4 separate regions of the Mus musculus genome follow, and all the other regions are linked to region 1. A link is a contact called in public Micro-C and promoter capture Hi-C data. All regions are on one chromosome and are shown on one strand. The core of a region is the stretch at or near the end of the contact, and the rest is flanking DNA. Distances in the headings are between cores, read along the strand shown. Region 1 holds the start of Nfrkb (nuclear factor related to kappa B binding protein). Region 2 holds the start of Arhgap32 (Rho GTPase activating protein 32). Region 3 overlaps Arhgap32 (Rho GTPase activating protein 32). Region 4 holds the start of Barx2 (BarH-like homeobox 2).

Region 1 (6,730 bases), core at 2,942-5,441:
TTCTGCTCCCAGTATCCTCCTCTTTGGGTGACTCATGGCCACTTGTTACTGGAGTTTCAGGGATCTGATGCCTCTGACCTTCTCAGGCACCTGTTCACACACACACACACACACACACACACACACACATATATACACACATACACAATTTCAAAATCCCAGGGGATCCAGTCATTGGGGAAGGAAAGGTCCTACGATTTTTTGAGTTTAATCAGATTCGCTGATAAAGATTCCCTGTGACCCTGGCAGAGGGAGAGGCTAAGAAATCACTATGAAATACAGCAGAGAACCTTATTTTATAGCTCAGGGGAAACTAGTTAACCAAAGCCTAACCTGCAGAGTTTCTCAGAGCCTTGCTGAACTGGGGGAATGGAATGCTCAAATCAGCCGCCTGTAGCCATCCATTGAGTATGAGAAGCATTGGAGAAGGCCACTGCTGAGACTCATATGCTCACTGAAGAAATCAAGACCAAATGATAGGGCCCTAGAGCACTTCCACTTCTCTGTCCGCTAAAGGCCTGTCTCTAGAAAATGTTAACCAGTTCTCTCTGTTCAGCTGTAAGAAGAAATGGAATGGGCTAGAGATAGAGCTCAATGGTAGAGCACTTGCCTAGTGGAGGGACTCTGACCAGCTGGAACACGGTGAGCCAAGTTCTGGCATGCCTTGCCCTTCTTCCCATTCCCTCTGCCTTGCTAAAACCCCTTAGATTACATTCCTAGAGCTAACTGCCAAGGGTTATCCTCTTATTTGGCCATCTCCTCCTGAGGCTGACTACCAAGATCCAGGTATTGATGTCCAGCAATCAAAAGTCCCCTTTGGCTCATCTAATTTAACATGCCCAATTAAAATTAAACTCCTCCTCCTTACATGGGGTTCCCCCCCCCCCTTTATCTTTATAAACTAGCATTTCTGTATGTGCTAAGACTGTCTCCTTGGGGCTGAAGAGATGGCTCAGCAGTTAAGAGCACTGACTGCTCTTCTGAAGGTCCTGAGTTCAAATCTCAGTTACTACATGGTGGCTTACAACCATCCGTAATGAGATCTGATGCCCTCTTCTGGTGTGTCTGAAGATAGCTACAGTGTACTTACATATAATAATAAATAAATAAATCTAAAAATAATAAAAATAAAAGACTGTCTCCTCTCTCCAGAGGCAGTCCTTTGTCTCCCTTTGGGACAAATCTCTCTCTCCCTTATCTCCTTCTCCTTCATCCTCTATTACTTGACTTTGTCTCTTATTCTCAGCCCTTGGTCCCTCTGAGGTAAATAATCTCCTTTGTGCTGAGAACTTGATCTTGGGGGTCCGGAGCTAATACTGATCCTTAGGATATATGTGGCCCCATGTGTGCACTGTAAAATAAAACGAAAATTATAGGGCAAAAAAACAAATGAAACCAACCAACCAGCCAGCCAACCAGCCAAAACACAAAAACAAAAGCCTCACAGCTTAAAGGTATTTACCATCAAGACAGAATTCAAGACAGTGAGAGCAAGAAAGAGATGGAGAGGCAGACCCAGGGAAAAAATGTTTTCAGATTATGTGTCTAATAAAGGACTGTTAGCCAGAGTACACAAAGAAGAAAAAGAAACAAACAGTCCTAGTGAGAACTGGCATGAAGATTTCTTCATAAAGAATATACACAAATAAATGAACATGTGAAAGTATGCTCCACATGTTAGCACCAGGGAAGTTCAAATTAATATTTAAACAATACAAGCTTTCAGGGTGCAGCTCAGTGGCAGAGTGCCTGCATTCCGTCCCTACTACCAGAACCAGACCATAATATTTACTATCTAGTTGGAAAAAAGATGCAATCTCTGCCAAGTGTGGCGGCATTCATGATAATGCCAGTACTTGGAGGTCTAAAGCAGGAACGTGGCAAGTTTGATGGCTAAGTGATGGAGACACTTAAAACATCAGTGTTTGTGGGTGGGAGGGAGAAGGGGAGGGGAATTGTAAGGATGAGTAGGTTAATTTTTGGGTGGACAGTGAAACAATATTACATAGATCTGTCAGTTATTTGAAATATGTAGGGCTGGTGAGATGGCTCAGTGGGTAAGAGCACCCGACTGCTCTTCCGAAGGTCCGGAGTTCAAATCCCAGCAACCACATGGTGGCTCACAACCATCCATAACGAGATCTGACTCCTTCTTCTGGAGTGTCTGAAGACAGCTACAGTGTACTTACATATAATAAATAAATAAATAAATAAATCTTAAAAAAAAAGAATAAGTTTATTTAAAAAAAAAAGGGGGGGGGGCTGGTGAGATGGCTCAGTGGGTAAGGGCACCCGACTGCTCTTCCGAAGGTCCGAAGTTCAAATCTCAGCAACCACATGGTGGCTCACAACCACCCGTAATGAGATCTGATGCCCTCTTCTGGTGTATCTGAAGACAACTACAGTGTACTTACATATAATAAATAAATAAATCTTAAAAAAAAAAAGAAATATGTATCACTTGTGGGTGAAGAGTATGTGTGTGTGTGGGGGGGGCGGGGGTTGAGGTAAACCTATGCTTTGTTAAATTTTGTATGACCCTAAAACTGCTCTAAGAACAAGGGCTAATGAAAATGGCAGTTTGTAATGTTTTAATGCTCTCCTGTCTGGTCACCCAGAGTGACGCTGCACTGCCATTTCTAATTGGTGGTTTCTAATTCCAACAGGATCCAAGGACATCTTTTTTGTTTGTTTTTTGTTTTCTTCGAGACAGGGTTTATCTGTATAGCCCAGGCTGTCCTGGAACTCACTTTGTAGACCAGACTGGCCTTGAACTCAGAAATCCACCTGCCTCTGCCTCTCTGCCTCTCTGCCTCTCTGCCTCTCTGCCTCTCTGCCTCTCTGCCTCTCTGCCTCTCTGCCTCTCTGCCTCTCTGCCTCTCTGCCTCTCTGCCTCTCTGCCTCTGCCTACCTTCCGAGTGCTGGGATTAAAGGCTTGCGCCACCATGCCCCGCTGATCCAAGGACGCTTATAGAGTCAGTGGGTGTGTGTGCGCGTGCGCATGGGTGCAAAGATTTGGCTTTATTTGGAAAGCACTATTTTCCACTGAGAGAAGGACATGCCTGGCATGCCCTGCTCCCCTGACATGTTTATTAAACCGAAGGAACAGTGGCTAACCCACGCAGGACCAGAGGGTGAACTGTAGAATACTTGAGAAGACATTCTAAATAAGACGGTCTTAGAGAAAGAAGGCGTAATGATGAATCATAAGAGTAAGTTGTCGATGTTTTCACTTTCTGCAAGTTGTGCGGACTTGGAGACATGGGTTAGAGTCTGTGTTATATTTCCCAACCTTCAAGACTGCAAGAGGTCCTCCACTGTCTGGTGGCCTCAGCAAAGCCTTCCCGACAGAGTGGTGGTGTCTAACAGTTTTCTTCTGCAGGGAAGCTCTTTAAACAACTCAAGAAAAGCTCTTTAAGCAACTCAAAATAGCTTCAGGAAGTCCCCGAAACGGATCAGATTCTTTAGGCTCCTCTCTGCCAGAATAAACGATAAAAGCTGAGAGACCTTCTCAGATGGAAGGACGCTAAACTGAGGATTCTGAGTTGGGGAAAAAGCTACAAAGTCGACTCTGAGGCCAGACCAGCTACCTGGAGGCAGCAGAAACCAGCTGAGCTGCCTGGAAAGGTGTAGACCAACTGAGGCACCTGGAAAGGACTCATTGCAACCTGTTGAGCTGCTTGTAGGCTGTGCAGTGTTTCAGGTTCCCAGCTTTTGTGAGTTGTCACTCATGCTGGGGTGAGCCTTGGTTTTTCAGCTAAGTCATTTCTGCTCTTGTTAAGTAAACCCTCACCCATATGCCTGCAAGTAATCCCAATAGTAGTTCACCAAGTTGGACTTGGGTGGTCTCGGTATTTTGATTTGTCGTGTTGAGTATCCCCTGGAAAAATTTTGTCACACAAGAAGTGGTGGTTAGCACGGTGCCTGTCAGACTGTGCTCTTGCTTCGCAGCTGACAAAAGGCGACATCGCTCTATCCTCCAAAGCTCCTGAGCCAGGAGAACCCCGCACAGAATGGATCGTGCCTTCTCCGCACCGACGTAGCTTGTGGCACCAGACGCGTCGGGGCGGTTCAGGTGCTGCCACAGGCTCCGCCCCTGCCCGTCCTGCCCAATACGCTCCGCCCCGCCGTTAGGTTTCGCCCCACAGGTCCCGCCCCTTCCGCTGCCGGAGCCCGGAACGTGCGCGTACCCAGACGCCTTGCGGGAGCGAGCGCGTTTCGGAGCCCACGGCCCGACGAACCCCGGGTGAGACCCGCGGACTCTGCTGAGGTGAGGGCGGGCCCAGGCGTCGGGTTTGGTGGGTGCCGGGGGAAGGGGAGAAGCGGGGAGAAAGGGAGAAGCGGGGCGTTGCCGTGGGCACGCGGCGGGCCCCACGCGTGGCGTGCGGCTGCCGGGTGGGCGAGGGTTAGGGGGAGGACGTGTGGGGGAGGGGCGGGCCGCGGCGCGCTGCGCGCAGGTGGGGCTGGCGACGTGGGGCTGCGGTCCGAGGTCCTTGCTTGCTGGTTGCTCGCGAGGGTCTAGAGGGTGGGCTAGCCCAGGTGCAGAGAAGAGGCCTTCCTGGTCTAGCGAAGCAGCCCGGGACACCCCCAACACTTAGAAATCGGCAGCTTCCGGGGTTCCGGCTCGCTAGCAGCGCCCCTGTTTTTGTATTTTGAGTTCTTGTGCAGAATAAGTGGCAAGGCAGCGGTTGTCGCTAGATAATTATGTGTAGCTTAATCAACCGCCGGTATTGGAAGCAGCTTCTGAGTGAGTTGTGTACATTGTGCACCTGTCAGATGAGGTAACTGGCTTTGCACGCTGTCTATGCCACTTACGCTAAGAGGAGTTTATTCTAAGCATCAGGTTGCCTCTGTCTGTCGGTCTGCCTGCCGGCCTTCCTTCCTTTCTTTTTTTCTTTCTTTTTTTTAAGTTTTGTTACGTGCAGGTGTCTTGCTCCTTTCTCACTTTCACTCAGTTATTTAGGCGCTACATGCGTGCAGGATGTCCTCAATTCTCTGTGTGCTGACGATGAGCGCGCACAGTTACCTGGGGACCACACAGCTGTGTCCATGTAACACTCGCCGTATCTTTCCTTGATCTGAAATACTGTCAGAACGTGAAATCATTTTGCAGAAAAGAGCTTCCATTCTAGGTATATTACAGACTTACCCATTATCATTTGAGAACTTGGGAAGTGGGAAGGATCTTCACTGTTAATGTAAGCTCACTTAGCTGGAGATTCCCTTTAAGATCCTAAGAGAAAAGAAAGGTAGGAAGGGCCTGGTCCAACTCCTCCTTAACTACAGGTAAGGAGCCTGACACCTGGTGAGGTAAGATGTCACAGATAGTGACGGCCCCAGGGTAGAATCTGGTTGCTCTTCCCACTTTTGTGGGCTTGTTGGTCTGTTTGTCAGTAATAGTGATAAGAGTCCAGTACATGTAGAGCAGCTGGGTCATGACCCTTTTGGAGTGGGGGTTGAGTGACCTTTTCAGACTGATCATCTAAGACCATTGAAGAACACAGATATTTACATTACAAGTCGTAACAGCAAAATTGCAGCTATGAAGTAGCAACAGAAGCGGTTTCATGGTTGGGAGGTGGGTCACCACAACTCGAAGGCCGTAGCATTGGGAAGGCTGGGAACCACTGAGGTACAGCGGTGAGTTCCAGTTCACTGTGCCTTAGCACTGTTCAGAACCGTGGCCTCAGCTTCATACTGATTCCAGCTTTGGGAAATGCTTGCATTAACTTACATGGATCTGAAGGTCAGATTGGCCACTGACAGCTAATAACAGTCTGGTGATTGGAGCCCTAGGAATTTATGTGGATGAATAAAATCATATCAGGTGTTTACAGTTTAAACTGAGAGTATGTAAGAAGTATTGTATATGATATTAACATCTGCAGGCAAGCCAACCAAGAGTTGGGTAAGCGATTTCCAAGCTTTGATCTTCAGTTAGTACCTGTATAATAGGTATAATAAGCACAGCTGTAAGAATTACTTGAAAACTGGGATACAGAATGGGACCCTACCCCCTGCTTTAAAAAACAAGACTTGAGAGATAATTTATATAAGTTAGTATCTGAGTTTACTAATGTTAATGGCTTTTTAAAAACAATCTTAAATTAAAAATACCATCAGCGTGTGTGTGTGCGTGCGCGCGTGCGTGCGTGCGTGCGTGCGTGCGTGCGGATATCCATAGCACTCCTCTGGAGGTTCTTTCCTTCTGCTGTGGGTCTCGGGATCAAGCTCAGGTCATTGTGTGGCACACACTCTTACCCACTAAGGTGTCTTGCCAATCCTGCCTGTGGATTTATAATGGTTCAAATAGATTATTGACCTTGGAACTTGTAGTTGTGGACCATGGTCTGTCATTTACTTTTTATTTTTTGAGACAAAGGCCTCATCCCATACCCCAGGCTGACCTGAAACTTGTGATCCTCCCGCCCTATCCTCCCAAGTCCTGGGATTATGCACTCGATGGATCATGCCTGGTTAGCACTCAATTCCTGGGTCTTAACTCTAATATAAAAGGAAAGTGTAAGGAGCGTAAGAATTCAGACGTTGTTGTAGAGGCATTTCGAGAAGTCTTACTAGGTTAGGTAGGCTTGAAACTTTGGTGGAAATGGGGTGTTAAAGGGTGGAAGGACAGCTATGTGGTTAGAGAAAAGGACGTGATGTAAAAGGAAATTGGAACCATGGTTACTTTCTCTGTAATCTACTGTAGGAATGCTGAGGCAGGAGGATT
Region 2 (6,909 bases), core at 389-2,888, 650 kb after region 1:
TAACCCTGGATTCATCTAATCATCAAACAGTCAGTATTTCAGGGTTTTATGTAAGACTTTAGGACATGAAGGCTTTCTGACTGGAATGCAGATGGACTCCGGAGGATATGAGCTGAGAGTAGTCAATATACCATGCCCTTGGGCAAAACTGGCCTCCTGTGGTGACCCAGTTCTTCTTCCTCTCTTGACTGCCTCGGGTATCACAGGAGAGTCACATTTCATGCTCACCATTCCCCAGACCAACACAAGTTACTGGATTCATTCTTGTGCCTCGGGTAGACATTGCTCACTGGGACCCAAAGGGGAAGTTTGGATTTGGTAAAAAGAAAGAAAATTCAATTTCAGGTTTTCAGAGTTCCTTGTTTACCTTCTCTTCAAGAAGACCCCTAAGATCCTTCTTCCAGTAGAGGGCTGAGGTTCATCTACCAAACATGGCTTCTTGATGTTTCCCATCCTAGTCTGTGTCTCTGCCATTCACATTCCACAGCTTTCCTGGTTCTATGCTAGAAAACATGTAGGCTATTTACCCTAAAGTAACGTTGGTTCTACTGACACTGTCAGGAAAATGGAATTACCATACATGTTCATTACTGTACACTCTCTAATTTCTCCCCAGGATGTGGTAAAATCCTGGTTTGTGTGTGCCCTTGAAATTCAGCTAATTGCGGTCAAGGCCATGTTTTACATTCAATGACTCCCACTGAAATGACTAAATGCTGAGTGGACCCAATCACTGCAGTGACATTAGATGATGCAGTATTTGGCATTAATAGGCTTAAACATAAAAGCAAGTTACGTAGGTTAACTGCTCCCCTTGCCCCCAACATTTCGATATGGAACGAGTCAGAAGGACTAAAAGGTATATAGATTAAAAGGGGGAGAGGGGGATGATGGAAGCTGCGGTAGAGGAAAATCAGACTATCCAGCTATCTCTCCTGCATTTTGTCATTCTGATGGTCGTTGCAGGTGGAAGTGCTGTTCAGCCTTCGGAGGCGGAACAAAAGAACCATGGAAGAATCAAGGGCAATGGCATCCAGTCAGGGGATTCCTAGGGAGTCCCTCTGTATCCGTCTCTTACCACGCACCTTCAAGTTCCCTACTCTTTCACCCTTTCTTGCCCTTCTCCTCAGCTACACCACTTTGAATTTGCTGGTCCAGAACTCTGGATGAAGAAGCTAACTGAGGGAACTCTCAGGCACCCTGCCCCTCAATTCCAAAATATAAGCGGTGCGAGTTCATTCTAGCCTCCAAGCAAGCAGAGAGCACGGGCGGAGGATCTCCTGCCTAGCGGCAACGACCCCTTCCCTCCCGGGTGCAGGGACAGGATTGTAGGGTCAGCAGTGGGAGGAGAGAAGCCACTGCCGTAGTCTCGGACGATGCCTTTTCCTGCGGCGGCTCTGGAATCTTTGCCCCCCCACCAGGACACAGAGGCCGAGGGGAGGACAGCCAAAGTGCAAGCCCCAGGGCGGCCACTCGGCTCCCCTCTTCCTCTCCAAGTGGCCCCCAGCCGCGCCCCCCGCCGTGCACATGCTTTCCCGGGACAACAGCAGGCGAGGCCTCGATGCGCGCGAGGCGGCCGTGCGCGCGCTCCTTGCGCCCTCCTCGCGCGTGCTCGTGCCCGCGGCCGCGGTGGCGCGCCTCTTCTCCCGCTGCGGGCGTCGCGGGTGCAGAGGAGGCGGAGCGCTGGAGGCGGAGGCCAAGCGGGCGCGGACCAGCGGGGCGGGGGCGACCCGAGGCGTGCGGGCGAGGGGGCTCTGCAGCGCGCGGCGGCGGCGGCGGCGGCCCGGGGGTCGTGACGGCCGCGGAAGGGGAGCGCGCCGCTTGCCTGAGGTGCAGACCCAAGGCCGCGGCCCGCAGCCGGCGCCCCCGCGCCTGACGGGGCGGCGAGGCGGGATGAGGCGCTGGCGCGGGGGGCGCCCGGCCGAGCCCCCGCGGCGGCCCTGGGCGGCCCGGCGCTAGGCGCGGCGGCGGCGGACGAGGACGGCGGGCCCAGCCCGCGGAGGGCAGACACGGAGCGGAGAGCGGCGCGAAGCGACGCCGCGGCGGCGCGGCGGGGCCGCGGGGCTCGGTAAGGCGCGGGCGGGCGGGCGGGCTGGCCGGGGGCGCCGCTGACGTGGGCCGCGCGGCGGGCAGGGCTGCGGGGCCTCCTAGCTTGGCCGGCACCGGTGCTTCTGGGCGTGCACGTTGCGATAGGATGCTCTTGGGGGCATCTCGGGTCTCTCCCGCCTCCCGGGGCGACAGAACTGCGTGCCCGCCACCTCTCGCTAGCATCCCTCGGCGAACTGGGCGTTCCGACGGCCTCCGGGCCTGCTGCGACGCTTCCCGCCCGAGGCCGAGTCCGGCAACTGCGCCCCTCCACGGGGACCCGGCTGCTCCCGGAGGAACCCCGGCGCGGGTAGGGGCAGCGGAGCCAGCGGTCTCCGCTCCCTGGGACTCCAGTGGAGTTTCTCCTCTTATTCTAATTGGTTGAAGTTGCTGTTTCAGTTGGACATTAGTGATGACTTAGTGCCTCTCTCTTCCCCCTGGCTTCCCTCGTCACCTCCCGCGTACTGCGTTACCCATTTTGTTGACTAGAGTAAATATTTATGTTAAAGGTTTCGTGCCTGGCGTAGAGGACACTGGAGGGAGAAAATCAGACCTGATTTCTTAGCTTTAGTCTGGATCCTTTAGATCCTTACCTGCAGTTGAGACTTAGAGAAAGTGGTGGGAGGAGGAGGCCCATCTCGGGATGCTTGGGATGGTCTCCTAGTTATCCTTTAGGAAATAGAATTGGGATAATTATAATCTTGATCGTATGCAGAACTACAGTCAAGCTGTAAACTGCTCGAGGCACTGCATGATGCTACATGGATAGCTGGGCCGTGGCACTGTTGTCAGCATCTCTTTTATTTTCCATTCTTTCAGAGTTTTATTTGGCGCAGATTGAGACCTTTTAAGTGCATCTGAATGGGCAGAACTTTTCTGATACATTGGTTGCTTATGTAAACACTGCCATTATTTGTGTGTTTCTATTGGAAGAAGAAAAGGCAAACGGTGCTTGTCGTAACTGGCCCTTGAAGTCCACAAACTGCTTAGTTTGATTCAGTGACTGGGTTTGTGGGAATATTTTTGAGTAATGATGCTTGTGGTTGGTGAATGCATTTTTTTCATTATTGAATGAACTGACGTCTACATTTGTTCCTTGGCCTTGAGTGGGAAGGCATCAGGAGCAGCAGTTGCCACAGCACAGCCTCAAGAGTTCAACCCTCTTGCTGAATGTTCTTGTTCATCGGGTTGTTTGTAAAGATGAGGGATGCTGATGTGATGTGATTCCCATTAGCAGGGATGTCTGGAATCTGATTCATCCTAAAGATAGCTATGGTGGAGCTGCTCCTCAGGACCAGAAGTGAGGTTGGAACTGTGCTTAAGCCAGTTAATCCGTTCTTATCGTGCTCTGTGTGGCAGTCTCTGGAATAAAGCAGCACTTTGGACAGAGGCTTGTCCAGCTGGAGCTATGGTGGCAGCCTAGATTGCTTATGATCCTGCCCATGGAGATGGGGGCAGGGTGACACGGGGTGGGGGTGGGGGCAACAACGTATGTGGGACAGAGAGGAAGTGTTAGTTGGAGAACCGTGGTCAGTTATATAACAGTTTTGTTTCCGAGGGAGAGGCTAAGAACCAGCAAGGCAGGCTCAGCTGTCATTAGAGCCTTTGATGTCGGGTTGAGTTCCAGTAGTAGTTATGTTCCTTTTATTTCCCTTTCCCAACCCCACATTATTTTTCAGTCACCAGAAGCTTAGCCACAGTTGGGCTGAGACGTTAATGGCAACGAATTCGTTTCCACTTCTTTCTAATTCGTTGTTTCTTTTGCTTTTATATTGAAGATGTTTTTATTGTTGCCTTTTCCTCTTTGGGTGACTTTTTCCTTCATTTCTTAGGGCAAGGTCTTGGAGATTCTAGCTTGGCCTCAACGTTGATCTGTAGCAGTGGACAACCATCAAATTCTGATTCCACTTTCTGATTAATGTTTAGATCACTAGACCCCATTTATATGGTGCTTTGTGCATGCTAGGCCAGCACTGTACCATCTGAGCTCCATCTCCATCAGATGGGTTTTCCATCAGAATATTCTCTTTCTAAACTGACTGGGCATATTATCTGCATAGTATATATAGACTCACTGTTTCTTATAGATGAATTTAATAAATGTCAGGGACTAGCAGATGTTTTTCTTCATAAGACAGTAGCAAAAGAAAATGACTAAACATAGCATCTTTAAAGGCTAAGACTAGCATCCATGAGAATTTTAAGGGTTTAACCAATGAACATGTAATCTGGTATCCATGGAAGCAGTCAAGAGGCAAGTGGACTTGAAGATAGGCCATGGCTATAGTTCTGTTCTAGTTACTTTTCTGTTGCTGTGATAAAACATGACTCAAAATAAACTTGGAGAGGAAAGGGCTTCTTCCAGCTTATAGTCCAAAACTGAGGGAAGCCATCGCAGGAACAGGGTAGCAGGGACTGAAGAAGATAGTGGGAGGAATGCTGCTTGCTGCCTTGTTCCCCGTGGCTTGTCCTTCTTCTTATAACCAAACCAGGACTACATGCCTGGTGGTGGCATTGTTTGTAAGACATTACTTAGGAAAATGGCCTCACAGACATGCCCGTGGGGTAGCCGATAGAGGCACTCCTTCTTGCCAGGTGATTTTATGTCAATTTGGCAAAACAAAACTGACCAACACAATAGCATCCTACTTTCCTGGGGCACAATTGTCATTTCAGAATTTTTGTTTTTAAGAATATGAACTATGTGTGGGAAAGCGTGTACTGCCTTTATACAGTTGTGAAGGGTCAGGTGACAGAAAGCATGTGGCAATGCTTTGTGAAAGCTGTCATGAGGAAGAGAGCACTGTTAATACACACAGTGTTGAATACCATTCTTCCTCACCTGCTAAGGAGGCCTGCCACAGTGTTTTATTAATCTGACTTTTCTTGTTGTACAAGGAGTTGAACCCGGGGGATCCAATGCATGCTAGGCAAATAAACACTCTATCTTTGAGTTCCATCCCTAGCTTTTGAAAAATATTTTAAAAGTGATTTACACAATATAGATAAAGAACAGGAAGTGTTAGATTTCTTCTAGGTCTAAGCTCTTCTGATACATATTTTTGAGGAGAGTCTTATGCAAAAACTATCTTTGGACTTTTAAGAATTTTTTGTTATTCTCAGAAAAGTTAAGTGAGTTGAGACTTTGTTTTTGTTTGTTTTGTTTTGTTTTGTTTTGTTTTTTGAGACAGGGTTTCTCTGTGTAGCCCTGGCTGTCCTGGAGCTCACTTTGTAGATCAGGCTGGCCTCGAACTCAGAAATCTGCCTGCCTCTGCCCCCGAGTGCTGGGATTAAAGGTGTGCGCCACCACGCCTGGCTTGACTTTGGGTTTCTTTAGAGTATTCAAAGTATTCAAGAATTTTTTTTTTTGAGACAGGGAATATTCAAGAATTTTACAAGTAAGAGTATGTAAGCCATAAGGATATTACATATGTAAGATAGTGTGTTTGCCTAGCAGTTGAAGGCCCAGGGTTTGATCCCTAGCACTCTAAGAAACAAAGTTTGTGTTTGTATGCATTTATAGATGTATATGTTTGTGTAGGTGTGTCTGTGTGTATGGTGGGCAGAGGTCAGCCTTAGGTATCATTTCATAGGAGCTGTCCATCATTTTTCTTGAGAGAGGGTCTCTAATTGTCCTGGAGCTTACTATTGACTAGACTGACAGTCAGTGAGTCCCAGGGATTTTTTAATGTATATTCTGGAGATCTGAACTTGAGTCCTTCTCGCGCTTGCATGGAAAGTTCTTTATTGACCAAGTCATCTCTCTTGCCCTCTGCATAATTTAGGTTGGGATTGGTACAATGCTGGCTACAGACCTGAATGACTCAAGAGCTAAGAGAAGGGGACTTGCTGACCAAGGAGTGACTCTGTTGTAGAAAATTTAAAAAATTGTTGGGAGCTAGGGGTTTGACTCAGTGGTTCAATTATAGCACCCTGACTTAGCTTGCTAAGACCCTGGGATTGATTCTCAGTACTCTAAGAAAAAGCTTTACTGAGATACCGTCACATTTATTTATGTGCTGTTGATGGCCGACTTGGCATCCATCAGTAGAGCTGATTGTTTCTGGAGGCAGTGAGTCTAGCAAACCCTAAAGTCCTTATCATCTAATCACTTTGCAGAGAAAGTTTGTCAGCCCCTGATTTAGGACTTTTTTTTTTTTTTTTTTTTTTTTTTTTTTTGCTGTAATTAGCTCAGGTGTTGTTTTCTGTCACAGCCTAAGTTCTGACTTGTGGATCAGCACTAAATTTTATTTTAGAGCTAGATATACCTGTGTTTAAATGTTCATTGTGATATTTATAACATTTGGTCCTGCATTCTGGCATATCTTGGTGATTTGGGTGCCTCCATTGTAACTAGGAAATGGTATAGTCACTATCTGTCTGTCTGCTTTAGGAAGTTGTCCTGGGGATTAAATGAATGATGCCTGTCAAATCTTGATAATGTTGAGAAAACAGTAAACACTCAGTAAGTGAACAGGATAGCTGTAAATTCTAGTGTCAAATGCTGTAATAGTTTTGAGCACAGATTTTAGAGTTTTTTCTCCTTGAGTATTAATGCTACATGGAATTTTATAGAGTTTCCTCTTATACTGAAACTGTTAGTTTAGTTAGGAGCTAACAATGAATAATTTAAAATATGTCCTATATATTCGAATACATATTTATTAAATATAAATATATATCAGATAATTAAGAGAAAAGGGGAAAATGTGTCTGCTTTTCAGAGGTCCTGCTTCTTGGTTATTTCCTAGCGATCTGCGCAGGCTTGCTAGGTGAACTTTAAACACCACTTCTATTTTAGTACTGGCATTTTTTTTTTAAAGG
Region 3 (6,988 bases), core at 4,241-6,740, 800 kb after region 1:
AAAAATCTAAGAGCCCTGGATGTTGAAGACTTTTCTTTTTAAAATTTCCAACATAATGACTACATACATTCTGATTAGATGCTCCAAACTACTAGGTATTAATGAGAACTGCTAGGCTGGGATGAGAAGGAAGGAAGAGGAGGGGGCTGTGGAGGGAGGAGGTCATTTCCCCTTCCCACTGGGGTAAGGCACTTAGCAGCTTGGGGACACACGTGTGACACACACACTCCCAACGGCTGCTTCCTCTTTTCTTCCTCTTACCTCCTGCTTCTTCTACCATACTAACTAATCAATAAATTCATTTCATTTCTCTTTGACTTTAGGAAATATTCTGTTGTTTAAAGTTATTCAGTGGTTCTTTCTGTAGATTTAGAGTTACATGCTGTCAACACCTGGCAGTTATTTTCAATGTGTAGCAGTAGACTTTGGAGAAGAGTAGGGAGAGGTCAAATGGAGAGGTCAAATGGAGAGTTCCATCATCTATTTAAAGTATTTATCTTTCATTATAATAGAATTTACCGGAGTGTTTGGAGCTGAACTGATTATCATCTTTAAGTAAATAGAAAGTTCTTATTAGGAAATAAGATACCATTAGAGAATGAAGGCATGATTTTTAAGCATTCTGAAGAAAAATGAATTTATTGGAACTTTGTTCTCTACTCACAGGGCAAGAGTTGGATTGTTAAAAGAAGTTATGAAGATTTTCGGGTACTCGACAAACATCTTCATCTCTGCATTTATGACCGCCGATTCTCCCAGCTCACAGAGCTTCCCCGCTCTGACGTCCTGAAGGACAGTCCTGAGGTAACCATTTAGAACCCTGCAGAAGTAGTAACACATATGAGTTAGCTGAAGCTTTTGTCAGGGTGGAATACAAGAGCACATAGGATCTTTCCTGAGATTGCTTATTTCAGGAGAGATTCTTTCTAGGGTGCAGAAGTAAACAAGTGTCAGTGGCTGTTCATAAGGCTTGGAGCCTCGTGATGATGGCAATGTGCACAGCCAATATTATGTGGTATTATGTATGCACTAGCAGATCATCCTTCCAGGGAATCCGAAAATGTGAAAGCCAAAGAGACAAAAAGTGTGCACTGCAAGTGTGCTCTGCTGTCACTGCGCTCCTGGGCTGTCTTTGATGTGGGCTGGGTCTGAGCATAGCCATAAAGGCTGATTGTGGGCTGAGTAGAAGTCTTACACAGCAACACTGAGTAAACAGAGCACTTGTGGGCAGAGGGGGCCTCTGAAAGTAAGACTGTTTACTTCGGAGGGAGCATCAGCCCATGAAACAAGAGCATAGTTTTATAAAATAAAATAATCAGATCTTGGAAATAAAATACCATGTACATTAATAATAGCAGACCTGAATAACTGGATGATTACATAAAGAGAGAGCTACAGAGAGTTAGTGAGCTGGGATATCACGTCATAAGCATATAGCCCCTGAAAGGAGTTATAGGAGAAGATGGAATGAAAGGGAATAATTTAAAATGAATATAATAAACTTCTTTGAGCTAAAGAAAGCAATGTTTTCAGTTTCAAGGAGTTTGTTAAACTTTACCATACAAAGGTTCGTGTTTTAGTCACTATTCCGTTTCTGTAACAGGATCCCCTAAAGGAAGCAGCCTAAGAGAGAAAGGGTTTACTTAGGCTTCCCCTTTCATAGATACAGCTTGTCATGCCAAGGAGACATGGCAGCATGGCAGGAGCAAGGGGCTGGCTGGTCACACTGCATTCAGAGGGTGAGCAGGAGGTAGATCTGGGTTATAAAGCCTCACAGCCAGCTCACAGTAGTAAGACTCCACCCCCTGAAGGTTCCACAAGCTTTCCAGATAGCACCACCATCTGGGAATCAAGTTTTAAAACGCATTAGAATATGGCAGACAGTTCACATTTAAGCCAACAACATTCTGCCCTTGGCCCCGTAGTTTCATAATCATCTCTCTATGAAAAATTTATTTGGTCTAAATTGAGAAGTCCCCCATCATATCCTTTCACAGGACCAACATTTTTCAAATGCCCAGTTTATTTTCTGAGACTCATAGCATTCTCTTAATGAGATGCCCTGTAAATTGTAAAATCAAAACTCAAATTGTCATCATTCTAACATACAATGCCACAGAGTAACATATCTATCTCACAGGGGAGGAATGGGACCGAACAAAGAAAGACTTGACTAGAGCAAGAACTAAACTCCAGCAGAGAAAATCTCAAATCCTGTAGCTCAGTATCTAGGTAATGGGATCACCGTAGTTACAGAGGAGTTAGGCAGCCCCACTCTTCCAGCTTTGCTGCCTGCAGCAGGCATATCTCTTCTCCTAAGCTAGCTCTCTACATCGTGAATGCAGGTTTCTTAAGTGGAGAGCCCATGGTTCTGAATTGTCAGCATATATTGTATAGGATAGAACATATACATAGCCTTTGTTTTCCTTTCTCCTTCCTCATACCCTCCAAAACATACCCCTCCTGGTCCTCTTTTGGGAACTCACTAAGTCCACTCAGTGCTGCCTGTGTGCACGTGAGTGTGGCCATCCACTGGAGCATTGGAAGCCTACCATTGACCACACCCTCCCAGCAGAATGACCCCCCACCCTCACCACTAAGTCTAACAAATGCAGTTGTTCTCAGTAAAGACTGGGGCCTGGACATTGTCTACACTACCTGTGCTGGAGTTTTGGGTAGTTTGATTTTGCCCGAGTCTTGTACAAGTAACCACACCTAGTGTGGTGAGTGCAGTGACCATTTCCTATCTGGAGGCCAGTATTTCATTGCACTCCTCTCTGTCCTCTAGCATTGACACTCTGTCTGGTTCCTCTTCCAAGCTTTGCTCTGGGCCTTCGAGGGCATGGGGTAGGGGTACTTGATAAAGATGTGTCCCTTAGTGCTGAACAGTCTGATGCAGCTTCTTAACACTTAGACCACTGTCTGCATTGACTACTGCCCACTGCCCCCCAAGCCCCCCAAGTTCTGTAATCAATGTCAAAAGCTCTGCCCTCACTCATGGTATTCACATAAATATTTAGAAGGCAATTTGACAGATGTCCTGACTATTTGGCAAAATAGCCACAACACATTCTATCTCAGGGCCAGAGACTTTCTAAGCCATGTGTGGACTTTTGACACAGGATTGCTCTACCACACACAAAATTCTCTCCTGTGGAGAGCACATCAAATCTAATCAAAAAGTGCCTAGTTATTCCATAATATCTGTTTCACTATTGAACTAATGGGCACCACTTACATGGAATGTTGGTATTGTTTCATGTAAAGACCAGCTCTGAATAAGACCAGTAATATCTTTTCTCCATTAATCTCACACACCACCCCAGGCCTGTGTAGCACTTTCCAGCACTTATGAAAGTTAGCCAATAAGGAAGAGAGTTCCTGGTTGGTTTCAAATTGGTTTATACATGTCAGCCCCCACTGTTCAGCAGCTTCCATGGGCTGACTCTGTGGAAGCTCTTCCTAGGTAGTTGCCTTCCACGGTTAGAAACTCCATTGGCTTTTGGAGCTTAGGCTCAGTTTTTCTTTTTTTCTCCCTCCCTCCCTCCCTCCCTCCGTCTTTCTTTCTTTCTTTCTTTCTTTCTTTCTTTCTTTCTTTCTTTCTTTCTTTCTTTCTTTCTTTCTTTCTTTCTTTCTTTCCCTCTTTCTTTCTTTCTTTCTTTCTTTCTTTCTTTCTTTCTTTCTTTCCACAACAGGGTTTCTCTATGTAGCCCTGGCTGTCCTGGAACTCACTTTGTAGACCAGGCTGGCCTCGAACTCAGAAATCTACCTGCCTCTGCCTCCCGAGGTCTGGGATTAAAGGCGTGCATGTGCCTCCGCCACCTGACAGGCTCAATTTGTCTAAAGAATGGCATTTTCACAGTTAGTACCTTTGGTGAGTGGGATCTTGCCCTCAGGGTAGTTTGCTACTGTATATCCGGAGCAGGAAGTTTCTCTTTAAAGGGTGCTAATTCCTTATCAGTTATAGACCTTCATCATTCATACTCCCATGGCTCAAGCTTTAAGCTTGCTCACACAGCCTGCCTTGGGAAACCACCTCTTGTAATGTCTTTGTTCTCTACTTGTTACTGCCTGACACTGTAGATCTGAATGAGATCCGTGAGCAAGAATCACAATGTAGCCTTACAGTTGGCTTGCCGTCATATTTCCTCGGCCCATGGAAGAGACTGTTGCTTTTGAAGTCAGCCCTGGGCTTTTGAGAGGCAGAACACAGCTGGACTCTATGCAGGAATATCATCCAAATGGCTTCGAGGCCAGTTCTCACAGGCTCGCTGAAACCTTGGGCTGGGCTTTCAGTTTACAAACAACAGCACCACACACACACACTCACACACACACACACACACTCACACACACGGAGAAAGGAACTATTGTGGCTTACATTTACAGAGAGATTTTGTTCATCGTGGCGGGAAGTGTAAGGCATCAGAAAGGAAAGCAGGGAGCCAGCAACAGCAGCTTGTTCCTCCACATTGCCTTTGAACTCAGGAAGAGGAGGGTGGGCAGGCATAAAGACTTGGTTCTGTGTCATGGTTCCTGCTCAGATTGTCATGTCACACTGTGGCGTAGGATCACAGGAATTAGTCCACTCCTGTGCAGCTATATGCATGGAGATTACAGCCAAAGGCAGTAAAGGGAAGCAAGGGAAAATTTGGCAGAAAAGCCACAGATGTGTCTTTTAATAAACACATTTTGTATTTTCAGTACAAAGGTACAAAACGAAAGTCCTGAAATTAGAAGCTGTAGAATACGGCCTCATACGATGAGGTATTAAAAGCTAAAATCCCCACATTAGGCAGTAGCTGAATTCCTCTGTGAAAAGTGCCATCATTTCAGAGGTAATCTTCCATACCCTCAGTGATGAGGTCTCTAGAGCTATTATTATTATTATTATTATTATTATTATTATTATTTGGTGTTGGCGATGGGGGGTCTCACTTTACAGTTCTGGTTAAACTGGGATCCTCCTGCCCTTGCCTCCTGACTGTTGGGATTAAAGGTGTTTGCCACTATCTCTACCTGATGTAATTATTAAGTGCCTAAGGATCTCTAGGTTTCTTTTTTTCCCTCTTAGAAAAAAACCAATCTATATGAGACTTTGTAAAGCAAAGAGTTGCTCTTCCCTCTGGTTATGGTGAGTCTCTCTTTTTCAGTCGGTTACTCAGATGCTTACAGCTTACCTGTCACGCCTTTCAACTATCGCTGGCAACAAGATCAACTGTGGGCCTGCCCTTACCTGGATGGAGGTATCTGTCTGATCAGCTCTGATGAAATCTTATTCTAAAATTATTTGCTTAAGGCATTTATTAGTAATTTGATTATAGATGAGTTTCACAAATAAAGAAACAAAGAATGTACTCATAATCCAGGAGGATTGGTAACTGATATTTTTAATTTTAACCTGAATGCGTATGGGTGTTTTACCTCCATGAATGTCTGTGTGCTCTTTATGTGCCTGCTGCCCCAAATGGCCACAAGAGGGCTTCAGATGCCCTGGACCTGAAGTTATACATGGTATGAGCCACCCTGTGGCTCTGGGAATCAGTTCTTCTAAGAGCAGCCACTGCTCTTAAATGCTGAGTCATCTCTCCAGAGTGACTGGATTTTTGGATAGAAAATCTTTCTCTTTATTTTTCAAAAAAATAATTTTATCATCTCTATAAATCTGGAGATTGTTAGACATTGTTATACCTATTGTTATACATATACAGCGTAAGCTACTTGTTTTTTCATTTGCTTAATAATTGAAAATATTTTTTAGTAATTTATGAGCCAATAAACCACCCTTTTAAAGGTACCAATTTGAGAATGCCTCAGGATATTTATTGTTAATTTGTGTATGTTAACTTGTGTATGTTAATTTGGGGATGTAAAGAATTATATATATTCTTTTCTCCCAGTAAAAGTTGAGACACTGCCAAGAGGGTAAGAGGAGCCAGGTCTACTTGCACTAAGACCATGACTTTGCCATTATTGCTTGAGTGATCTTAGTAAAGTAATTTAATTTCTCTAAAATTACATAACTTTCTCCAGGTTGTCTTCTTTACCTTTAGGTAAAGGTAATGATAGCACATTTTGGGATTATGAGAGTTAAATTAAGTCGTATACATTATATGCACAGCATACTTACTGCCCTATATTAGCTACCTAATAAGTGATAGGGTTTTAAAGGGTTTTGCTACATTTTGGGGGTGGGGCATGTTAGAGCCCATGTGGATGTTAGAAGACAACTTTTAGCAGTTGCTTCTCTCCTTTAACTAGGTGGGTCCAAAGGGATCCGGCTTACCTCATCAGGCTTGTTGCATTTGTTTACCTGCTGAGCTGTCTTGCTGTTCCCAAAAATGACAGTTTATTTTAAAAGACTTTTGGGGCTTACCACCTGTCTAAATTGAGTTTTTATTTGTGGATAGACAGATCCGTGTCTTTGGACACTCCATGGTGCTTGATTTTTATTGTAGATCGACAATAAGGGAAACCATCTTCTAGTTCACGAGGAGTCGTCCATCAACACTCCTGCTGTCGGTGCTGCCCATGTTATCAAGCGCTACACCGCTCGGGCCCCTGATGAACTGACATTAGAGGTAAGCAGTTAGGCAGGCCTCACTGTTCTCTGGCCCTGCTACCTGTATAACCTGTCTCTAGCTGTTTTAAGAATTTATGTATTTAAAAAATAAATACAAGAGAGAGTAATGGAGGATGATTATGATCAGAGGGCACGGTATACATGCATGAAAATACAATGAAACCCAACAGTTTGTGCAGCCAGCACATGCTAATAAAAACTGAAAGACGAAGTAGAATGTTTAGATCAAAGTGTTTATCATGGGGATGGATGCAGAGTTTGAGCCTGCTGAGGGCTGAGGCATGTCTCTGATTTTCATGTTTATTCTCTGCATTTGTGAATGTTCTCGGTACAGTAAGTAACCAGTAAATGTGTGTTGACTGAGCAAATAAAAGAACAACAGTGCAACAGTTTTACGACGTCAAA
Region 4 (7,195 bases), core at 684-3,183, 530 kb after region 1:
AAAGTGGCCTTAGAATTACATCAAAGCCCCTGAAAGGCAGCAGGTACTAAACAGGGCCCTGGGTCCCTCAGGAACTGAACCTATCTTCTGGGTAGCGAGACTCAACGGGGTACAATGAGAATTGTCACGGGGGGGGGTCCTCATTGGGATTTTATTGTTGTGGCAAATAAATGTTCTCAAAGAGAAGATTTAGCCTACTTCTCCAGCCCCAAACATTCACAGATGACTCATTGGAGACTCTACATATATAGCAGACAAAATGCCAGCAGGGTGGGCCTCTATCTTGTTTCTCAAATCTATTTAATGTATACCTTGATTATTTTCTTGTTTATAAAATTCAGTATTACAAGGCTTGTTGTGGGATATCAAGTCTAAAACTACCTTGCTGAAAGAAGTGAAATATTCATTTTATGGCCAAATGTAGGAGTAACTTGATTTGGGAAAAACCTCTCCCCATATTTATTATTTAGACTTAGTGACTAGCATGGCTGGACCGTGGGAGAGATGGAATTCCAAGTATTACATTTAGCAGCTTTTTATCCCCGAAGTTCAGAAAAGAAGTCTGGGAACCACTGCAGTGGGCACACACTTCCATTTTTCCAATTATAATTTCGTGAGTTTGTTTCATGGCAGTCATACAGCAAGCACAGAACCAAAGGCCCAAAGCACTTGTTTGCTCTCAGTGGAAAGCACAGTCAAGAACTTCCTTGAAAATATTTTCAACTGTTTTAGCTCCACCTAACTTTTTTGTAGCCTGATCCCCATCTGCCAGGGAACTTTGAAACCCAGAGCTTCTCTAAATGTACACCCTGTTTTAAATGTCTTTGGATTGATTTCCTACAGATCTACTTTTTCAATGTAATTACTAAATTCTCTGTTTCCTTCCTATTGGTCTAGTTTTTGTGGACAGAGGAAACCAGGTTTGAGGGTTTTTTTTTTTTTAAAAAAACTGTTACTAGTGTTGGTTTTAGTCACTTAAAACAAACAAGGGGTTTATCCTTTCTGCTTGTGTCAAAACTCAGCACAGCCCAAAACTACTTTCCTGAGGGCAATCATTTTAAGTAAAGTTTGATGTAGTCACAAGTTTATTTTGAAGCCCATGAAACCGATTTACCTGTAAAATTACAAAAGAGGCTGGGCAATCTAACTCTAGGTGAAAGATGAGACCACCAAATTAAAGTTGAAACTGACAAGCTCACTGCGTGAAACCGCCTAGGCACTGAATCTGTTCAAGTGTTTGAAGTTTCTCACTAAAACCCCCGGTAGTGCCAGGGAGAAGGACGCTTTCTCCAAGAAGCCAGGACAGTTATGCTACATTGGCGTCTCACTCCAAGGACCACTTGGTCTTAACTCATCTCCCATCCAGGGAGCAGTACCTGCCCAGGCCCGGTTGCAAACGCTTTTGAATGCCCACCACTGGCGGGCGAGTCTGTTCTTGCAAGGACGCAGGAAAAGAATCCTTTGGTCCCTCTGGCTCTCAGGTTGGAAAGCAGAGGCGACCGCACACGGGCAAAAGTACAGCAGCCCACTATATCGCCCAGCGGTTGTCTTACCGGTACAAGAGTGCAGGGGCTTGGGTCGCACCACCAGCGACGGGCACACAGAGTAGAGGGAAAGTTTCTCAAAGTAGTCGCAGGTCTCCTTGGAGAGGATCTCATCGATCATGAAAGTCTTGTAGCGCCGCCTGGCTGCTTTGAGCTGGCCGGGTGAGCTCAGCCTCAGTTCCGCGTGGCAGTGCATGGTGAGCCGGGACCAGAGCCTGGCGACCTGAGCGCGGCGAGCGCCTGGCCGTCCGGGACCGCAGGAGGTGGCTCGCTGGCTGGGGCCTGAGCCCCGCTCCTCGGCAGCCAGAGGGGCGGCGGGGCCCGGGGAGGCGCGCAAAGCAGAGAGGGCACGGGCGCGCCTGCTGCGTCTACACCCACCCGCCGAGCAGCATCTTTGACTACAGCCTTTTTGGGACACCGCAGCTGTCAATCAGCGCGCACTTCCTGCAGGGCCAGGTGCGGAGCGCGAGCCGAGGGGCGTCGGCCGCTACCCCGCCCCTGCGCGCCCGTGCGGCTGGGGTGCTGACCTGCGCACCCCGGGTCCGACCGCTCTTGCCCGCTGCCTCCCGCCGATCCGAGAGTCGAGCGCTCCCCAGGCGGCTCTATTTTAAGACACTCGCTCCGGTTCTCCTTTCCCCCTCCCCCAGCTCCAGGTGTGTGTACGGGTGTGTGCGCGCGCTCGTGTGTGTGTGTGCACGCGCAGGACTGCGGGCGCGCGCCTCCTTCTCCAGGGACTCAGGAGTCTAGCCGCCACTTTTCCGAGTCGCATCGCCCCTCTGTCCTCCCTTAGCGCCAGTCCTGCTAAAGGGGGCACCGCTCCCGCCCCTCCGCCCCCGCAACCCTATAGGCAGCTATGTCCACACCTCTTGCCATAAAGCAGTGGCATCTTCATCCAGAATCGCGAAGCTCCGGGCTCCAGAGCGCGCGCTTTCCGACGACCACCGAGCCTCACTTGTCCCCGCTGGGCCATTTCCCTAAACCACAGTGTCCTCTCTCAACCCAGCCCACAGCTCCGAAGCCCGCGCTGCAGCCGTGCGCTCCCGAGGTGGGGCATTTGCTCCAAGGTTGCAAACTTGATTGCCTCACTACGACCCCAAACTACAAATGAATTTAGCACACTCCGTTATCCCAATTATAAACTAGGGTAGTAATGTGGTGTGTGTGAGTGTGTGTTTAAATTCTGTTCATACAACGGTTTTCTTTTGCCAGAAAGGGCCAAAACAGCGGGATCGCGACGTGCCCGCGGCCCTTCCAAAGTTAGCCCAAATTCTGGCTTTTCCTAGTGCCCAATCCCGCTTTCCATTCCGGGGTATAACACACTTCTGGTATTGGGGGATGGTTTGCCTCTTTCTTCCTAGCGTCCTAATCTCAGAATCTGTTCCTACCAATGTCTGTACGAACTTTGTTCCTAACCACAATCCTTGCGTTAGAGCGTCCGGCCCGCACCTAAGCGCCTAGGACAGCTCCTGCTGTCAGTGACTCTTCCAGCCGGCCGGCCGGCCGTGGGAAACGACCTCCGGGTGCACTCCCAGCCCCCAAGACTGTGCCCCTGAAGTGGTGTGCGCAAGCTGGAAAAGAAACGGACAGCGGGGACACAGAATTTGGGACAAAACAGCCGATGGTGTTTGCCTGACGCTCGCACGGTGCGACTGATCCCGTGGCTACGCGCTCCGAGCATGGTTAGCCGCGGAAGCAAGTCGGGACGCGCACCTGGGCCGGTGGTTAAACTCGCTAAGGAACAAACTTGCTGAACTAATGATTAAACACTTAAAGAAAATAGGCATTAATAGACTGAATCATAGTCGAGCGTTTGCTGTGGGCATCAGCTCGTATTAATGATTTTTATTTCTCGTGTGTCTGCCTCTGCCTGATTTCTCTTTCCTTCTTAACTCTTGAGATTGCTTTTATTTCTGCTGTACCAGACATAGGTAGCCAGCACTGCAGCTAGGTACCCCAGAGGCTGAGGTCCTTGCCTTTATCCCTGGACTCTGTGGACTATCTGCTGTGGAGGACGGAGGGCCTAGGACCTGTCGGGGTGCGCCACCGGTCGCCTCGACCCGCTACGCGAGGAGCCAGGGGCCAGGGACCCAGCGCAACACTCGCTGCCGTGCTAATCCTGAGGCGCTGCTCTCTTGAGTCACCCGTACAGTGCCATGCCGCACCATAGGCAGCCACGAAGAAACTAAGTGCTTGGCGGGAATTGAGTCTGACGGAGGCGACAGGGAGACCGGCTTGCAGCGCTCGGAGCCCGGCATCCGAATGGCCTCAGGGCCGGAGCTTGAGCGTGCCGCTGCGCTTAGGCTAGCAGGTTCCGGAGTGGTCTCGCGAAGGCGTGCGCTCTGGGTCTCACTATCGGTAACCCTGTCTCTGTCCTGCACTCCTGTCCTTCAACCTTTTTTCTTTCTTTCTCTTGGCTCTTCCCTCTTTTTACCCCTCTCATTTCTCCCTTTCCCTCGTTGGTACTCGCCTTTGGGGCTTCTAAGTTTGGGCTCCTTTTTCTCTTTCCTTACTTCTGCCCTTCGTTCCGTTCTTCCCCCCATAATGCATGCTTGTTTCTTTTTCTTCTTCCCTTTCTTTCTCCCTCTCCACCTTTTCTCTCTCCAAACTCGAGTCAGGAGTGGCATTTGTGAACCCGTACCCAGGGAAGCTCTTAGACAGACCAAGTGCTTGAACTCCTAGCCCAGTCTGCAGGAATGGACTGGCCCCATGACAAGTCTTTCCAAGTGGGGCCTCATTCTGTCGTCTTACTGCTCCCTTCTTCCCATAGAGCCTCAGGCACAAAATTCACTTAAACCCTCCTGTCAATTTGGCTTGAAAGCTAGTGAATTTTGATAGCCAAAGAAGTAGAGAGCATCCCCCATCGGTGCCTTACAAACTTTCTCTCTCTTTTTTACCCCCCCCTACAAGGAAGGAAGGGGACTGGAAGAACAAATTCCCGCTGAAGGAAGGAATAAGCAGCCCTGAATCTTGGAGCCTAGAGTCTTTGGCTGTCTGGTATTCGTTCCCTAAACTGACCTTGGCTTTTCATTTCCAAACGGTAATCCTAATTTCTACTTCACAGGGTTGGCCTTTTACAAGCCTTGCCTTTAATTGGAATGCTCTGCCACCCCTCCCCTCTCTTCTTTGCCCAGAAAAACCAGAGACACATCCAAATACAACCTCCTCTCGAGCAGCCTCGTCTCATCCCTAAGCTTGTCCTTTACTGTTCCTGCCCCTATCCCAGCAGTTCTGTCAGTGTGCTCTTTGTTTATTTCACCCGATGGATAGTGAATTCCTGATGGCCGATGCCTTATTGAACATTATTCACCCCCTACCATCATATAGTGCCTGACACATGGTCGCTTCTCAGTGAATGTGCCATGAACACATGATTGTATGGAAGCTCTGGAAATAAAATTAAATAATGTGTTTGATGGGACATCAACTCTTAATTAGTTGTACTAAATTTGTCTTTCTCTTTAAATGAGTCTCTCCCCTTTCCTTGTTAATTTTGAGCTTTGAACAATGGCATGTAGCCCAATTTCTTTTATTTTCTTTTTTCCCCCCTTCAAGCTCCCCTTTTTTCACCCTCTCTGCGCCACACTTAGATTGCAAAGCATCCCTACTGGGAGGAAGCACACCCCAGCTGTCAATCACAAGTGGGACCTTGGTCAGAAGAGTAGTGGGGGTTTTGTTTCCAACGTTAATGAAGTGGCTGGAACATGAAACATCTGCCAGAGGGGCTCAAACCTTCTCCAGCTGCTGGAGACTGGCAGACACTCTTCAGTGTCCAGGCATCATACTCGGTCAGTGTCTGCCCTTGCGACCGACCCCGACGACCGCAGAGGAACACACATGGAGAGGGCCAGACTGTTTACACTGAGCAGTGAGCATACACGGTGAGAAAAATTCACACTCTGAAGGACAGGTTTCCCAGGATCACACACCCACTCCCCAATTTGGCCTCTGATTCCTAAGACAGCTCAGCATAAGAGAAGGGGACTGGAATAAAAACTGGGCTGGGTGACCTGAAAACCAAAGTTTTCCTTCTGATTTTTATCTTCCATTCACCAAGAACTGTTGAAGTTTCATGAAAGGATTTTTCTAACCCCCAAATATGACACTTAAATTCCATGTAGGACCCACCTTGACTTTTAGCTAAGGATCCTTTTATAATCTTGATTATACTGCAATCAGGTGTAATTATGACAAAGACACCAGTTCATTTCTCAGCTACCTTTTCTTCAAAGGGGACCTAGAGGGCAGAAAAGCATTTCTTATAGTCTGGCCACGTGTATTTAATAACTTGTATTTCAGCCACTAAGTTCTGAAATACTTTCAGATATGTAAAAGCAAAATAGGGAAAGCCTTGTAAGTTAATACTCCCCTGGGCCCCAGATTCATGCCAAAACCTCTTGCTGTCTGTGCAGCCCGACCAGGCTGCACGAATAACAAGCTACAGGGAGTATACAAGGAGGTCAGCCTATTTTCTAATGATGATATTAATTTACAAAATTGTGCTCATACACTGCAAGGCACCTTTTAAAGAGAGGCCACAAATGCAATCCACTTGACCAATGAGCTTACAAAGAATGGAGTAGAGCCATCATGCAATTCCTAAAAGCCAAGTTCAAACTGGAAAATAAAAAAGGCAATAGCTGTATCTATAAAGCACTAAGCATTAATGCCAAGATGAAAAAGTTCAGTAAATTAGAGAAAGAGTGGCTGGGGAAGAAGGGATGTAGGGAGAATTGAGAGGAAAGGAGAGAGGGGAGACTGTGGTCACAGTATAAAACAACAATGTTTTTTTTTTTCAAGAAAGAGGACTGGAGATACTGCTCAGCAGTTAAGAGCACTGGCTGCTCTCCCAGAGGTCCTGAGTTCAATTCCCAGCAACCACATGGTGGCTCACAACCATCTGTAATGGGATCTGATGCCCTCTTCTGTCATGCAGGCATACATGCAAATGGACCACTCATATATAAATAAATAAATCTTTTTTGAAAGAAAGAAAGGAAGAAGGAAAGGAAGAAAGGAAGGAAGAAAGGAAGGACGGAAAGAAGAGAGAAAGAAAGAGAGAGAGAGAAAGAAAGAGAGAGAGAGAGAGAAAGAAAGAAAGAAAGAAAGAAAGAAAGAAAGAAAGAAAGAAAGAAAGAAAGAAAGAAAGAAAGAAAGAGAGAGAGAGAGAAAGAAGAAGAAAGGAAGAAAGGAAGGAAGGAAGGAAGGAAGGAAGGAAGGAAGGAAGGAAGGAAGGAAGGAAGGAAGGAAGGAAAGTTAGTTCAGTCAATCATCCAGGTAGTTCCAAATTGGAGGAGTTAAGTATATAGATTAAAATTTTACAGTGTGTGTGTGTGTGTGTGTGTGTGTGTGTGTGTGTGTGTGTGTGTGTGTGTTGAATGATGTTTCACGTATCTAGGATTCTCTTGTAATTACTATGTTGCCAAGGCTGAACTCCAGATCCTCCTACATTCAGCTCCCAAGTGCTAAGATTATAGAAATACCTGGCTGAGTCTCTCTTTAACTGTACTGTGCAGATATCATTTAGACATGTTTCTGGACATGGCTTATGAGTCTCACTTATCCCAACTGGTGTAGCCAGGAAACAAGAAATTGGCTTTATGAAGTTTATCAGAATACTACACCAACACCCTAGAAGCCTGGAGACTCACTAA

Evidence for each region. Promoter capture Hi-C pulls out the DNA fragments that hold promoters and counts their contacts. A called contact is a pair of places that touch in the nucleus more often than the background predicts.
Region 2: a contact with region 1 is called in a Micro-C map of embryonic stem cells, with 6 times the contacts expected there. The contact joins the promoter of Arhgap32 here to the promoter of Nfrkb in region 1. A contact is called at or near these places in 5 of 39 promoter capture datasets (embryonic stem cells, liver, maxillary cranial neural crest and 1 more), 3 of 484 Hi-C or Micro-C datasets (embryonic stem cells and olfactory sensory neurons) and 1 of 115 datasets of contacts at active chromatin or transcription factors (embryonic stem cells).
Region 3: a promoter capture Hi-C map of embryonic stem cells shows a contact between it and region 1, with 2.9 times the contacts expected there. The contact joins the enhancer-like site here to the promoter of Nfrkb in region 1. A contact is called at or near these places in 4 of 39 promoter capture datasets (embryonic stem cells, hippocampal neurons and liver) and 1 of 115 datasets of contacts at active chromatin or transcription factors (astrocytes).
Region 4: a contact with region 1 is called in a promoter capture Hi-C map of embryonic stem cells, with 2.6 times the contacts expected there. The contact joins the promoter of Barx2 here to the promoter of Nfrkb in region 1. A contact is called at or near these places in 6 of 39 promoter capture datasets (embryonic stem cells, hippocampal neurons, liver and 2 more), 4 of 484 Hi-C or Micro-C datasets (all in embryonic stem cells), 5 of 115 datasets of contacts at active chromatin or transcription factors (embryonic forebrain, embryonic stem cells, pancreatic cancer cells and 1 more) and 3 of 9 other capture datasets (adipose tissue, embryonic stem cells and pancreatic islet).

What each region holds. Positions count from the first base shown.
Region 1 is chr9:31,382,001-31,388,730 of GRCm38.p6, forward strand. Nfrkb (nuclear factor related to kappa B binding protein) reads left to right here and starts at 4,192. Exons shown (of 26, transcript NM_172766.3): 1 at 4,192-4,270. It overlaps 1700023A20Rik (RIKEN cDNA 1700023A20 gene), which reads right to left and starts at 4,048. Exons shown (of 1, transcript NR_165167.1): 1 at 3,003-4,048.
Region 2 is chr9:32,030,665-32,037,573 of GRCm38.p6, forward strand. Arhgap32 (Rho GTPase activating protein 32) reads left to right here and starts at 1,639. Exons shown (of 23, transcript NM_001370958.1): 1 at 1,639-2,068.
Region 3 is chr9:32,181,176-32,188,163 of GRCm38.p6, forward strand. It overlaps Arhgap32 (Rho GTPase activating protein 32), which reads left to right. Exons shown (of 23, transcript NM_001370958.1): 7 at 667-804; 8 at 5,154-5,246; 9 at 6,459-6,581. Among named protein-coding and RNA genes, the nearest start is that of Arhgap32, 150 kb to the left of the region's middle. Within about 2 kb of position 5,491, at least 17 of the 459 cell types and tissues checked have an H3K27ac peak or open chromatin away from gene starts, as enhancers often do. A contact at or near this core is called in embryonic stem cells, where this site is marked.
Region 4 is chr9:31,911,352-31,918,546 of GRCm38.p6, forward strand. Barx2 (BarH-like homeobox 2) reads right to left here and starts at 1,934. Exons shown (of 4, transcript NM_013800.2): 1 at 1,554-1,934. The coding sequence starts at 1,740.